2 separate regions of the Hordeum vulgare genome follow, and region 1 is linked to region 2. Evidence: chromatin contacts called from public Hi-C data. All regions are on one chromosome and are shown on one strand. The core of a region is the stretch at or near the end of the contact, and the rest is flanking DNA. Distances in the headings are between cores, read along the strand shown. Region 1 has its middle 12 kb from the start of LOC123423698. Region 2 holds the start of LOC123438891.

Evidence for each region. A called contact is a pair of places that touch in the nucleus more often than the background predicts.
Region 1: a contact with region 2 is called in a Hi-C map of seedling, with 2.3 times the contacts expected there. The contact joins the enhancer-like site here to the promoter of LOC123438891 in region 2. A contact is called at or near these places in 2 of 6 Hi-C or Micro-C datasets (leaf and seedling).

Annotation. Positions count from the first base shown.
Region 1 is chr1H:381,112,471-381,116,622 of MorexV3_pseudomolecules_assembly, reverse strand. No RefSeq gene overlaps it. Among protein-coding and RNA genes, the nearest start is that of LOC123423698, 12 kb to the left of the region's middle. Within about 2 kb of position 2,247, at least 3 of the 3 cell types and tissues checked have open chromatin away from gene starts, as enhancers often do. A contact at or near this core is called in leaf and seedling, where this site is marked.
Region 2 is chr1H:380,549,668-380,553,489 of MorexV3_pseudomolecules_assembly, reverse strand. It overlaps LOC123438891, which reads right to left and starts at 1,586. Exons shown (of 7, transcript XM_045115811.1): 1 at 1,484-1,586; 2 at 1-475. The coding sequence starts at 433.

The DNA.
Region 1 (4,152 bases), core at 998-3,497, 560 kb before region 2:
CGGGCCGGGCCTAAAAAAACCGTGGTACAAAACCCAGGCCCGAGCCCGACCCGGCTCGTCCGTCAGGCCTAATTTTTGGGCTCAGGCCCGAGCCCAAAGAAGCCAGGTCAGGCCCGATAGGCCCAACCCAACGTAAGCGTAAAATCAGGTTTCCATGGGCCCCGTCCCGGCGCGGCCGCCGGGATTGATTATCAGGCCCGATCCCGGCCCATGGGCAAGGTCTGGTCGGGCCGGGCTGACCAGGTTGGGCTGCCCATGGCCAGATATACCGTCGCTCGTCGTCACCTTCTTCGCGGGCGCCTCGCTCCTCTGCGCACTCGCCTCGCCATGCCGCACCCGCCGTCGCAGCAGCGGAACCTCGCCGTGTTCGGGCACCGCCTCGCGCTGCTCAGCGCCCTCCTCGACTCGCTCCTCCTCGACGCGGTCAACATCTGCTTCTGCAAGCTCTACATCGTGTTGTTCCATGCCGACTTGCTCGTCTCCTACGTCGCCTCCGCTGTCCTCAACGTCATCCCCACCGCCTCCATCCACCTCTCGCACGACGCTGTCGGGTGGACGAAGTTGTTCCGTGGCGGGTGTGCATGCACGTGGTGGGCATGTGAGGAAAAGAGGAGAGAGAGTGAGCAGAGAGGCTGACTTGTGGGGGTTTTACATGCAAAAATAGCGTGGGACGCCTTCAAGCGTTCCCGGGGTTGGGTTTGGCCTCGGGTCGCTGGAGCTAGTTTTGTTCAAATCCGACGCAAAACGACGTCTTTGAAGCGCGACTCGGTGTTTTTTTAACACCGGCGGTTAAAAAGATGTTTGAGGGGACGTTCTGTGGACGCGGTTGGAGATGCTCCGATAGTTGGTCCACTCTGACGCGGTTGGAGATGCTCCGATAGTTGGTCCACTCTGACTACCTTGCATACGTGCCGCACCATAAAAAACGCTTAACTCACGGAAGTTTCATGAGGGGGTGTGCTTCCTGTGAATTTAAGTTTGGGACACAAAACATGATAAATTCAAAGTCTCCATCTCATTACCATAACTACTTCCCGTAAAAACTGCTCGTAGGTGTAGCAAAGTTCGCCACACCATACCTGGCAACAAGTGAAGAGTAGGAGCACCAAGGTAACCTACGCCCATCTGTTCCATCCAGCCCTCCTCGTAGGCAGATTTACTTACGGAGATTTTGTCTTGCCAATGTTCGCTGGGAGAGCATGACATTTTAATTGTTTTTTTTTTAATTTTTGGACAGTTTTAGCTGTATCGGGGTGACAGTTACTTCACCACATGACATTTTTTAGGGGGGTGAAACTTTTGACTTTTCAGAAAATGACTTGTTCTTCAGAAAAACATTGTTTCAAAATTAACTGATCCTAGTAATCCTTTTTATGCACCAGGATTTTATATTTCTATTTAGCACACAGATCATGGTCTTCGTTTTAGGCCATGTGTAAACAGTAGTACTCCCAAATGTGTAAACAGTACTAGTAGTATTCTCAAATTAACTGACGCAGCTTTAGTTTCGTGTCAATTAATTTGGATCAGGGGAGTAGCATTTTTTATATCTACAAAGTACATACTTTGTTTCAAAATTATAACGCTTATTTTAGGACGAAAGAAGTACTAGGTCTCAAAATTGCAACACTTATTTTAGGATGAAAGGAGTACTAGGCTCAGCCCGGTAGCCAGAACCTCGCACTCATACCGATTTGCCGTCGAGCGAAAATCCACGCTAAGCAAATAAACACGATGATCAGGTCGACGGGACTCATAGAGGGCTGGAGCCGTACTTTCCGATGGATGGTAAAGAGAGAAATAAAGAAAGAGACGAGCGAATCGATTCTCCTCTTTTCCTCCCCTTCATCTTCCTTAACCGGGAACGGGGACCGAGGACACGTTTCACCCTTTCAGCTCCACGGCACTCATCAATCATCATGCTGCGCACTCCTCTCTCTTTCTCTCTCTGTCTGTCTATCTCATTTGTATGGTTGTGTGATGGAGAAGCCAAGAAAAGAAGGCCGGACAGACAGGGAGAGGTGTTTCGTCCTAATATACACACGACCCAGACGACCATGGATAGGAAAGATACTTGGGCTTCTCCTTTTCTTTTTCCTTTTGTCCGAGCAGGCGAGCGCTGGCTAGCTTGTGACACTGCCCGGTGAGTGCAGCCAGCGCGATGAAACGCTCGAGGGCTTGATTGACGTGAGGTTCCAGCATGTGCTGCAAACCGGGCTAAGTTACTGTCGTTTTCGCCGCGCGGATGCCCCGATAATCCATCCGTCCATAGGCTCTGATGACCGCAGCGCAGCCTAATTTCCTCCTCCACCATGTCCATGTGCTTTCTCCTTTCGCTTTCTTAAAGCCGGTGATTATGAGCAGATTGCCTTTCGCCTTAAAATTATCCTCCGCCTCCCCGACTGATTACTTTTGAGCAAACGCCTGCTTCTTCAGAGAATCAGAGTGCTTATTACGTGCATGCCTCGAGATGCGTGCTACGCGATGTCCGTCCGTCCCAGCGTGCAGAGTAGTGAAATTACCAGGACTTTGACCCTGCATCTGCATGGGTATATATGGAGAGATTGCGACGGCCGACATCTGTCTCGCTGGTGGTTAACTCTTTCTGAACCAGCACTGTGCCGTAACAATAATCCAACTGTTGTGCATTTGCGCCGCTGGTAGTGGGATCAGGGCGCACGCGACAGGCCGCAAGCACGGGGGTGTCGAGCGGTGCTGACTTTTCTACAGGCTACAGCGGTCCGATGCCACTGTTCCGGGTTCACGGTAGAAAACCAGAAACGATCAGACAGAAGTAAGTACTCCTACTATCTGGTGACATTACAACGCTGTTCGGTCCGGCCCCTTATTTAATCAGCATCGGAATCGCAGGAGAACCAGAGTAGAAGCAAATTACTACAGTACGTCAAAGGGAGAAGATTACAGTTGTGCTGATGATCCTCATCATCACGCGCAAAGCCGGCGGGACAGGGAACGGAATCGAACCCGATCGACGTCGGTTGCTTGGTTAGTCGCCTCTTTTCTCATGATTGCGGATTGTCCTCGGCCTCTTCTCCTTCTTTAGTTAGGACCGGCATTAACGGATGAATCGAGTGGCTAAACCAGTGGCCAGAAGATTCTCTTCTTCTGTAGACCAAAGTGTGCGTAACCAACTCGCGATCGCCATCAGAACAGTTCCGCACGCTCAAGCCATGCTCATGCGTGCGTGCGTTGCTCCAACCGCAACCCTGCTGCTGCCTTTATCCGAGTGTTTTTTCCTCTCTTCCGAATCAGATTCAGCGGAGAAACGTAGACGTGCGTCGTCGGAGATGCTTGCTGAAAACTGAATTATGGAGGGAGATGATGATGAATTGATGCTGATGAGACGATCAGGTCGATGGCTGATTAAGCGTGCCACCAGAGGATGAGGATCGACCGGCCTGCATTTTTTAGCTTGTTTGAAAGACAGCAGGGGAGGAGCAGGGTGCAGGCAGGAGACACACACGTGAGGGGCTCCCTGCATCATTGGAGATGCGGTCAGGCAGGAACGCCGGCCGGCCGAGACAGATGGAGCCAGCACTCGCACTGTCTGCCTGCTGCTGCTCCATGCTGCTGCCGTTGCTATTGGAGGGGAGGAGTTGCAATTGCTAGCTAGTGCATCCATGCATGATGGGTGCATGCCCTGCAACTCAATCCTCATGTCCGATGCGTGCTCATCATCAACCCACTCAACTGCCGCTGCCTCATACACTCCATGTCACGCCCCCCTCTTTGAGGGCTGGACTGGAAGAGAGAGACACACACATTTTTCAATGTACCAATCTCTCTCTCTCTTATTTTCTCTTGCAAAAGGCCGCTGATCAACCTGATTCATCACGCCACTAGGTGATCGATGATCATGCATGAATGCTCTAGATGATTGATTCATCTTACCTGCATAAATATGACAAAATAAGTATTTGGCACGTCAATTCATATCTCGCCTGGCTCATCTGCCCCTGGTGAACAGTAAAATATTGGCTTTTGAACGTGCGTATGCAGCCGTACAGGCGTGCCTACGCGATTCTTGCTTCGGCCGTCTATTTGACGGAACTTGCGTAACTAGCGACACGAATAAAACTGATCGATGGATTTGATAGGTAAACGCCCGTGTCGAGCCTTTGCTTTGTATTG
Region 2 (3,822 bases), core at 337-2,836:
CCTTTGGCTCCACAGAAGATTCAGGCGCTGGCACACCTGTGCCATGTGAGCTGTAGCCATGGATTCGATTATCTCGGATAGGACCAAGCTTATGCTGATCCAAGGTATTTGATGTATCTTCATCAGGCTCGTCTTCCAACACCAGCACTCGGTCACCACTGTCAATGACCTGAGCCAAAGCCGAGCTATCGGCGTCACCTAGCAACTGGTCTGCTGACTGAAGGGAATGCCTCATTGAGTTCAGGATCGAGTCCCCCATCTCGCGAGAGAGGCTGATGGATCCCCTTGAACTGGGCCTGCTACTTCTCCTACTTAGCAGTGAGCCTGACCTAGCAGCCGAAGGATGGCCAGTGGAATCCATGGATTCACTTCTTACATAGCCCATACGATTCCCCTCAGAAACATGGCTCCTAGTTGAAGAGTCGTCCATCATGCAAGCTCGCTTTTCCAGCTAGCTACAAGAGATGTAAGAGCACTGCAGGAGAAAAAGAGAGTAGTTTTTCAAAATCAACTGCCACCAATCCATGCCTTATAAAATCAGGAAGCAATAGGAACCAGACAATGAGCAGGACAAAGAGATAGATTGGGGGTATACTTGTTGGCTGAAGCTGGACCAATCACATAAAAACATATTGGTACTGCACAAGGTCGTGGAAAATCTTTTTGAAATTTCACAAATTCATTTCTCTAGTCAATCCCAACGAGTTCAAAACATTTAGTAGTGCCCAGCAAAGTTCAGAAAGTAAGAAGAAGAAAAAATACCATAGCTCAAAATGTTAACAAAAGGTGAATAACATAACTGGTTATGTGCTGATCAGTTTCTGAAGGGCACATAAAGAACACTGAAACAAGAGCACGTACACATGGGGGTACTGAACTAACTATACTGAAGTACTGATCAGTGATCATACGCAGGGATAGGGCACTGAAAGCAACAACGACGAGCCAAGAAAACAATAGCCAATCAGTGGGATCAAAATCCAAAAGAAGAGCCAATCGGTGGAGCCACCACCAGAATTTAACAGAAGAGCTAACTAACCAGTGAAATAATTAAGTACTAGTAGATACTAGGTGACAGCACCATTTCAATCAGCACGATGCTTAGCGAAACATGTGGCGTCTGCTAATTAGGCTGCTACTGGATAAACAAATGCATCTCCAGAGGAGAAGCTAGTGAAAAGGCGCTGGCCTTTTTGACATGGACACTAAACTAATTGTGAACCGAGTCTAATCACCGGCGCCTTTAGCTGCCGAGGCGCACTCGCCTGGTCAAGGAAGGTGGGTGGGAGATCGGCGGGACCCCACGCCGCCCGCTTACCCGCCGTCGCCGGTCGTTTTTCGCCGTCTCGGAAAAGGGCGGGCGCATCCTTCTACTCGTCTCAAGGTCGCGAGCCATGCCTGTATCTTAGCGGCCTCTTTGTCGATCGGATTTACCCAGCTGCGGGAGCAGGAGAGAGAAAGGTGGATGAGAGGTGGAGACAACCTGTTGTTGGGATTGAAGCTGGCGGCGGAGGACGGCGGGCGGCTCGCGCGGAGGGGGTGAGCGCGCGTGGCCGGCGCTGAGGCGAGTCTCCGTGCATACCCCCCATTTTTATAGGTGGAAAATGGAATCACGGGAGAACGGAGACTGGGCGGAAGGGAGGCATGAACGGACTGCGTGGGGATGGCAATGGACGGCTCCGATCCGATCCGATCCGATCCGATCTTCTTTTCATGACTCACGGGCATGCTTGTGCTGCTGAAAGAGTGATGAAGACGGCCTCCAGGGCATCTCCCGTTAACGGACATTTTCAAATGTTTACGGGCATTTGGTCGGGCGAAGGACGTTTAACGTTATTCCTCAAATATTCTTTATTTATTTGGTCTTTTCTCTTTCTTTATTGAGTTAATTTTCTCGATCAGTAGCATTTCAACTACATAGTTAGTATGTATAATAAGTTTCATAGTTCGCATCCATCAAACAAAGGGACTGAGTGGTCGAACCAAATGACTCTTTTTTTTACCTTTGCATAGTGTGTAAAGATGTTGTTATGCTATTGGTGCACAAATTTTGTCACCTCGGGATTCAAGTCACCGGCCTTCACATACAAGAGCTTGCACTCACGGAGCTTGATCCAAATAGTTGGACGGGCTGATTGATAGAAATAGTTATTGGGCTTGTGCTCTATGACCAAAGATATGATTATGCTTTAAAAAAATCTTACACGCTGGACGGGCCAGAGCCCTTTCAATCTTGTTGTAGCTCCGCTAGTAAGATCTTGGACTCCGCACACGTTTGCTTGACCGCAAGCTTCCTCTCCTCAAGGCGCATCTTTTTGTTTTGCATATCCATATCCATGAACATGTTAAACATCTTCGCTTTTTCTCAGTGGCATTTGCCTCATTTTTCTTTAACATGATGTCCTCTCTACCTGCAAAAAAACATGATGTCCACTTCTTTGTCATCTTGGTCACCATCCATTCACGCTTCTCCTTCTCATTCTCATATTTCTTCTCGCTCGACCTTGTCACACGGTGGCCGTTGCAAGCCCTCCTCCAATTCATCGTTTGTTTCACCAAACTTCGTACCCTAAAGTGTTGGCGGTCTTGATGGAGAACACGATATCACTCCACTTACTTTGGGCATTCAACTTGCTCCAACAATGAAACATCATGAATGGCTTTGCCCTCATTTTTCTTTACAACGTCATCGCAAAGGTCGGGCCAGTGAAGAAATACAATCACATGATCAACACAATGCAACATAGAGCAAAATAATCACATGATCAACATATAGAGTAGTGTGAAGCAAAACTTACGAGCTCGTGGGATCCCACACCACTGGACCACCGGTTTTGTGTTGGTGCATATGCACCATAAAAACTTGTTGATGACGTTTTGAATGGTGAGGTAAGATCAATGCTCCCCTCCTAGAAGTGTAGAAACCTAAGGGGTGCTCAAAGTGCATTGCATGATTAATGTTTTGGTGTTGAATACTCGGAAGTTTTTCAATTTTATCTGAGTCGTCGTGAAGCCCCGCTATAAAGAGGGGTCTCTGTGTTGAGAGTGTTGGGATCATATTCCATTCATATAAATATTCTTCAAAAGTCATTGATCAATCAAATCGAAAGTTGAATACGCCACCTGAATGAAAGGGCTTGTTGAGAAATAGTTGATTAGGTTAAAAGTATAAATTAAACCCAAAATTGAAAGCCTAAATTGAATGAGAGGGGTCCAAAATTAGGATGCATAGTGAATTAGATGATTCCGAGAAAAAATGTATGTTATGGGGATTGGTATGTTCTTTTTGATGGTGAGAGGGTGCACATGGCTTATGTATTTACATGCTGGTTGCTGGCGATTAATTTATGAAATCGTATAAATTTAAAATTGAATACCTCAAGTGAATAAGAGAGCTCGTCAAGAAATAGTAGACCCAATCAAAATCATGAATCAAATCCAAAATTGAGCACCTCAATTGATTAAAAGGGTTCCAAAACCAAGGAGCACGGTGAGAAATAGTTGACCCGGTTAAAATCATATACCAAATCCAGAAATAAACATCACAATAAATGGTTGTGAAGGCAGGCGTGAAGTTTCTACCCCCAGGTTCAAATGCTCCTGGTATGAACAGTAAAATAATAATAATAAATGATTTGTTTGTGGCATACTTTAAGAAATGTTTATTGTGCATGCAAAAAATTATCACAAATCATATTGGTGGAAGGCATGGTAAGAAAGCAAAATCGATGCTCTTCAAATCTTACTTTCAAACGCATTTTAAAGCTCTGATTTTGTCTCTTTTTTCGTCACGACTTTCACCGTTGTGATTTCGTGATCAAA